Regions from separate parts of the Mus musculus genome. Here region 2 is linked to region 1. A link is a contact called in public HiChIP or PLAC-seq data. All regions are on one chromosome and are shown on one strand. Each heading gives the region's core, a stretch centred on a gene start, on an enhancer-like site or on the middle of the called end of the contact. The rest is flanking DNA. Distances are from core to core; before and after follow the strand shown.

Region 1 (3,260 bases), core at 682-3,181:
CCAGCCTGGTCTACAGAGTGAGTTCTAGGACAGCCAGGGCTACACAGAGAAACCCTGTCTCGAAAAACCAAAAGAAAAAGAAAAAAAAAAAAAAAAAAAAGAAAAAAGAAAAAGAAAAAGAAACCCTGTCTCAAAAAAAAAAAAAACAAAACAAATTTTTTTTTTTCATTTTCCCACTTTGATTGGTTGTTTTTTTTTTTTTACTAGATATTTTCTTTATTTACATTTCAAATGTTATTCCCTTTCCTGGTTTCCCCCACGAAAACCCCCTATCCCCTCCCCCTCTCACTGCTTACCAACCCACCCACTCCTGCTTCCTGGCCCTGGCATTCCCCTACACTGGGGCATAGAACCTTCACAGGACCAAGGGCCTTTCCTCCCATTGATGACCAACTAGGCCTTCCTCTGCTACATATGCAGCTAGAGCCATGAGTCCCTCCGTGTGTAGTCTTTGGCTGGTGGTTTAGTCCCTGGGAGCTCTGGGGATACTGGTTAATTCACATTGTTGTTCCTCCTAGTGGGCTGCAAGCACCTTCAGCTCCTTGGGTACTTTCTCTAGCTCTTTCATGTGACTGCTGGGAATTGAACTCAGGATCTCTGGGAGAGCAGCCAGTGCTCTTAACCGCTGAGGCTGACCCATCTCTCTAGCCCTTCTGGGGATTTTCATTCACAGTGTCTTCATAAGAGAGGGCACACAGAGAGGCCCTGTAACTACTGGTCAGAGAGAATGGAGCAATGCAGATGAAAGCCATGGAGTATGTAGGCTCAACAGTCACTGTCATGGCTACTAGGTAGCAAGGCAAGGCCCTACCCAGGGTCTCAGGAGTCATGACACTTTCGTTTCAGGTTGGTCGCTGTGAGATAAATGCACTTCTATTGTCTAGGCCACCCACTTGTAGCTAAGCATAGCCCTGTGAAACTAATGCAGGTGTCCTTTTAATTTTAATTAATTTTACAGGGTCTTACTGTGGAGCTGGCCCTGAGCTATGTAGACCAGGCTGGTCTCAAACCCACAGAGATCTATCTGCCTCTGGCCCTGGAGTGCTTCAATGAAAGGCATGTGCCACCCAAACTGCAGAACACACACCCTTAACCACTGAAGTTTTTCCCTCCAGCCCCGACAGGCATCATTTGATATTTTATTTGTTTGTTTGTTTGTTTGTTTGTTGAGACAAGTCTTACTACGTTGTCAAGGCTGGTATGCAATATCACACCCAGCTGCAGGTGTCATTTGAATGAGGTTCCAGGAGTGAGCAAGAAGCCACTGCATGATGATTCAGAGGGAGGAATGTCAAGTCAGGATAAAAACAATGGCCGGAGAGCTGGATTTAGGGCAGGGAGATAGGAGGTGTGGTTGGAAAAGCCAGGCTTGTGCAGGTCTTTTCGGACTTGGCACGGAAAGGGAGGCAACTGTATTCCATAAACTTGGTGGTTGTGGCTTTTGACTGACAGCACCAGCTGTCAAGAGTCACCCAGTGTCTTAGAGGACAGGGATGTATCTAGGCTGTATTGGTTGCAATAAATATCATCGCCAGCGTGAGATGACAGAGCCAAGTCTGCATTTTTCCCATCCTGCCCTTGACCTTACTACGCGGTCACTGTCAAAGCTGTCATTTCAGGGCACTGGCTTTGGCCTAGGTCAGGCAATGTGAAGGAATACATGAATTTTCCCTTTACCTCCTCCAAATCATTTCCACCTCACTCTCCCACAAAGATAATCTAAGTAACATAAGCCATAAATGCAGCTTACACATAAACCCTCCACCCACTCCGACGAGAAACCTACTACCTACACACGAGGAGTGAAGAGACCCAAAGAAGACTGAAGAGTTGCACCCGCCACGAGGCCAGAGCCCGGGGGATCGCCCATGCGCATGCGCGGGCCCCACCCTCGGGCGAGGGGGTGAGGCTGGCGCCGGGGCGGGGCCCGTGACGTCAGGTGCGCGCGTGGCTCCGGCTGCGCAGGAACAGCTGGTGCCTCGGGAGGCGGCTAGTGAGCGGGCGGGCGTGGGCTGCTGGTGGCCGGACGGGTCACGCTGCGGGTTTCGTCGCCGCCGCCGCCGCCGCCTTGCACCATTGCACCATGTCCGGCCAGCTGGAGCGTTGCGAGCGCGAGTGGCACGAGCTGGAGGGAGAATTTCAGGAGCTGCAGGTAGGACCGGGCCACCTGGTCCCGCCACTCTTGCTACCTGCGGTGCTTGTGCCTTCCCTATCTAGCCATCCCAGCCCGGAGGTGGGGCGATAGGACCCAGACGGTGGCCCGGGCTGTGCGTCCGATGGGCTGGTGGGTGGCCTGGCGCAGCCCCTTCCTATGTAGCAGCGCTTTGGCTCCTCAGTCTCTTGGGGCGCCCCTCATTCTCGCGCCCTCTCATCCACTCTTTGCTCCACGCTCTCCCTTCGCTACAGAAAGTTCGTCTCTGGCCCCCGAGGCAAGTTCCAGGTGTGTTCACGAGGAAACTGTGATACTCAAAGGACACCAGACCAACCCCCACACAAGGGATCTTCCCCCCAACCCTCCAGTTGCAGTTGGCTGTTCAACTCCTTACTACACGCTCTGTGCTGGCTGGGCAGCCCTCGCTGCAACTGCGGTTTGAGAGTTGTGCTTGGCTGCTTTCATCTTGGCCCCTTAGGCAGTTTTTAAGTCTCAGAGACCCCTCAGTCATAGCCTTGACTTTGGGAGCTCTGATGTGGTTCTGCTTATCGGCTGCTGCGAGCTGAGTTTACCATTGTGGATGGCAGGCATCTGTCAGTTCTGACAGCTGGCTGCCTCACCCGGTGATAGAGGGCTGCACCCAACCCCTCACCGTTTTGGCACAGAGCGTTCCACCTGGTGTGTTGAAGGTTGGTATAAGAGCTGGGCTCTTGAGAGGATAGCATCGCCACCCGGTCCTATCAGGAGGGTCCAGAGAGGCCTCAGCTATATGCTCTGGGGACTAGAGACTCAGGAAACCTTGGGGACGGCCAAGAGGAACAACACATGGCTTCCTCGCATTCACTCTCTCCTCCTCTCAATGGTTACTTTGTCATTCCCCTTGTCCCTGTAGCGTTCTCAGTTGGGCTGACCTCCTGCAATGTCCAGAGGAGAATGCTGTCAAGGGAGGTCTGTGATGGGTCTTTGTAAAGTGAGGCTGCCGATGTTACAGAAGGATGCCGGTGAACCTGAGCAGCAGATCGGCATGGGCAGAGACTTAAGAGACCCAGGACTGTCATCCCTTCGTAGTCCCTCCAGCATATATGGATGGGTTGGTGCCTTCTCTTTC
Region 2 (3,227 bases), core at 223-2,722, 150 kb before region 1:
CGTGCACGTCAACACTTTGTCCCCAGTTAGTGGCAGTTTGGAGAGATGACAGAACCCTTCCCTTCTTGGACTCTGAGGCCTACAGGGCAGAGATAGGGCAGTAAGAGTGAGGCTGGAGGCTTCCTGGCCTGAGCTCTCTTCTCAGTCCTGTCTGCTGCCAAGGCACAGCAAGCTGAGCTGGTGGCTTCTGTCACCATGCCTCCCCTGCCGCTATCAATGAGCCTCTGATGCTGCAAGCCAGGACATTTGTCTCTCTGACTGATGTTGCTTCTGACAGATATTTTGACCAAGCATAAGAAGAACGACTGACACACTGTTGTATACCCAATATTGTCTAACCCAATAACTATGTATAACAATGACTAAAGAAAGCTTCCAGCAGGTAAAACTCAAGACATAAAGCTTCGGTCCCCTAAAGGACAGGCTAACAAGATACCTGACCAGAGCTCCCCCAAACCACCAAAAACCATAAAACAAAACAAAACAAAACAAAAAACAAAACTGACAAACCCCTCAAAACAGGGGCAGTCTGAAACACTGGCTAACCAAGAAAAAACAAAAAAACCCTGAGGAGGAAATTAAATGTTGAATCAGGGACAAAATTCTGGGCAACAAAAGGTAAATATTGCAGAAATCTGAAGAAATAACAAAATATTAGTTTTAATAATTGTGCCAAATGTATTATACTAAGATGTTAACATACTTGAGCTGTTTTATTTTTCTGAATTTTCCATAAACCTAAAATTTTTCTTGCTGGGTGAATGGGTAAATGCCTTTAATCCCAGCATTTGGGAGGTAGACAAAATGAGCTCTGGACAAGTTCAAGGTCAGCCTGATCTACAGAATGAGTTTTAGCCAGACTTAGTGAGATCCTCCCTCCACAAATAAATAACCATGCATTAAAAAAAGAAAGAAAGGAGGCCAGGAAGCGGTAGTCCACACCTTTAATCCCAGCACTTGGGAGGCAGAGGCAGAGGCAGGCAGATTTCCGAGTTCAAGGCCAGCCTGGTCTATAGAGTGAGTTCCAGGACAGCCAGGGCTACACAGAGAAACCCTATCTCTAAAGGGTTTCTAGCCCCCCCCCCAAAAAGAAGAAAATCTAAAAAAAAATAAGGTATTAATAAAACTGCTTTCTTATTTAAGGACATGGCTATGTATATCTGGCTGCCCTTGAACTCAGAAATCTACTTGCTTCTGATTATTATTATTATTTCCTTTTTGGTTTTTCAAAACAAAGTTTCTGGCTGTCTTGGAACTCTGTAGACCAGGCTGATCTCAAACTCACAGAGATCCACTTGCCTCTGCCTCTCAAGCGGTGGAATTAAAGACATGCGCCACCACACCCAGCTCCTTTTTATTTTTTAATTAAACACATTAGCTTTAAATTTTTCCCAAGGTGCCCTTGTATCCCAAATCTCCTGTACTAAACAATGCCAAGTTCCCTTCTGTGTACAGCATTTGATGGCCACTAGGGGGCACAATGGCGCCTGTCTTCCTGGGGTGTATTTTCATTTGTAAAGGCGAAATTTAGGGGAGGCTCGTAGCCTAGTGCAAGATTTTTGTCTCAGAAAAAAATGTTCCGGAGGGAATGATGTCACAGGATTCCTTAGGCTCTGCCTGAATTGACACATTCTCAGGGACCGTGGAGCACACAAACAGAATGAAGGCTGTGTGTCCTCGGTGTCCCAGCCCCCTAAGGACCACACCCTGTAAGCCCATGGCTCTCGCCAATCCCAGAGCAAGCTTCCTGCCCTCACCTGGCTCTTGCTGCTGGAAACTGCCCCATGTATGACCTACCAAAGGAACCTTGCCTCCCCCCATCATGCCAACTTCTCTCCAAGAATTTAATTTGTTAACAAGAGCTTTGGCCTCCATTGCTCCCCAGAGTGGGGTGTTAATCACTGGAAGCCCCTAGCCTATGCCATGACTAAAAATACCAGCACTAAGAAGGCAATGCCTGGCATTAGGATTGGAGCTCCAACAGTGGGGTTCATGAGGGGGCTGTAACAAGGCCAGAACTGCTGTTCTGGGGAGCACCAGGTGACAGTTTATTCGGGTCTCAGAACCCCTCCCTCTATTCCTATCTGCACCTGGAAAAACAAACAAAACAACCACTTCATCTGTAGTAGACTGCATTACAGTCCTCCCCATAAAACTGTGTTTAAGTCTTAACTCTAACTTCCAATACACGCAAACGGAAACTTCTAATCTTATGTGGGTAAGAGGTCTCTACACAGTAAGGTGAATCCTAGATCCTGGATTAGGATGCTACCTGGATACCTGATGCAGAGTCCTTCCCCCAGGCTCCTGAGGTTGCATAGGCAGGGGACAAGATTCTGTGATCACACTGGAAGCCAGCCAGCCCCCCTGGGCACTTACTTCCTGCCTTATAGCTCCCCTCTGAGGAGAAGCCTCCTTTGAAGTAGGCAAGAAGGTTTTACAGAGTCAACAGAGCTGGAGGAGGAGACTCTGTGACCCAGCACACGCAACATTCCCAAGATCCTGGGCCAAACTCTAAGCAAGAGAGAGAGAGAGAGAGAGAGAGAGAGAGAGAGAGAGAGAGAGAAACAAATCTAGATTGTACATCTCTCGCTGTCTTGAAAACTGGTAACACCAGAAACGAGGATCTTTAGAAGCAGGTGGGTGCCAGGGTGGAGAATGCTAAGTCCTCAAAAGAAAAAAGGCTCTGCCCGGTCGGGCAATGGTGGCGCATGCCTTTAATCCCAGCACTTGGGCGGCAGAGGCAGGTGGATTTCTGAGTTCAAGGCCAGCCTGGTCTACAGAGTGAGTTCCAAGACAGCCAGGGATACACAGAGAATCCCTGTCTCAAAAAACAGCAACAAAAGGCTCTACCCATTCCTTACAACATGGCTCCTCTAGCTCTCAGACCAGACCGGTAACAAAACTGTCTTCACCCCAAAGTGTCTGAAATAATATCAGCCCTAGCTTACGGAGAACTTCAGGCCCCTGCTGGGCTTTACATGTGTCAGCCGTGACAATGGATCACACCTTCTCCTATTTTTACCATGTCCCCAAGAACGTCAGCTACATAATGGACTGTGCAGGGACTGTGTGACCTGACTCCACAACTGTCCTTAAAGCCAAGCGACATCTGTTTGGACAGTGGACTCCTAATTTAGAACTGACATCCACAGCCCACTCCGAATTTAGGACTTTCTTCTCTCTCATGCTTGGAGTGTGATGCCAGAATACAACAACTGATCTCT

What was found. HiChIP or PLAC-seq counts read pairs in DNA pulled down with a chosen protein or histone mark.
Region 2: a contact with region 1 is called in an H3K27ac HiChIP or PLAC-seq map of embryonic stem cells, with 10 read pairs. The contact joins the enhancer-like site here to the promoter of Tmem120b in region 1. A contact is called at or near these places in 1 of 39 promoter capture datasets (cranial neural crest), 1 of 15 datasets of contacts at CTCF or cohesin (large pre-B cells), 14 of 484 Hi-C or Micro-C datasets (the C2C12 cell line, CD4 T cells, LSK cells and 8 more), 7 of 115 datasets of contacts at active chromatin or transcription factors (the HPC-7 cell line, embryonic forebrain, embryonic stem cells and 2 more) and 4 of 9 other capture datasets (adipose tissue, embryonic stem cells, liver and 1 more).

Annotation. Positions count from the first base shown.
Region 1 is chr5:123,074,344-123,077,603 of GRCm38.p6, forward strand. Tmem120b (transmembrane protein 120B) reads left to right here and starts at 1,932. Exons shown (of 12, transcript NM_001039723.2): 1 at 1,932-2,152. The coding sequence starts at 2,084.
Region 2 is chr5:122,924,184-122,927,410 of GRCm38.p6, forward strand. All of the region lies in intron 11 of Kdm2b (lysine (K)-specific demethylase 2B), which reads right to left. Among named protein-coding and RNA genes, the nearest start is that of Gm33118, 16 kb to the right of the region's middle. Within about 2 kb of position 1,473, at least 54 of the 459 cell types and tissues checked have an H3K27ac peak or open chromatin away from gene starts, as enhancers often do. A contact at or near this core is called in adipose tissue, double positive thymocytes and embryonic stem cells, where this site is marked.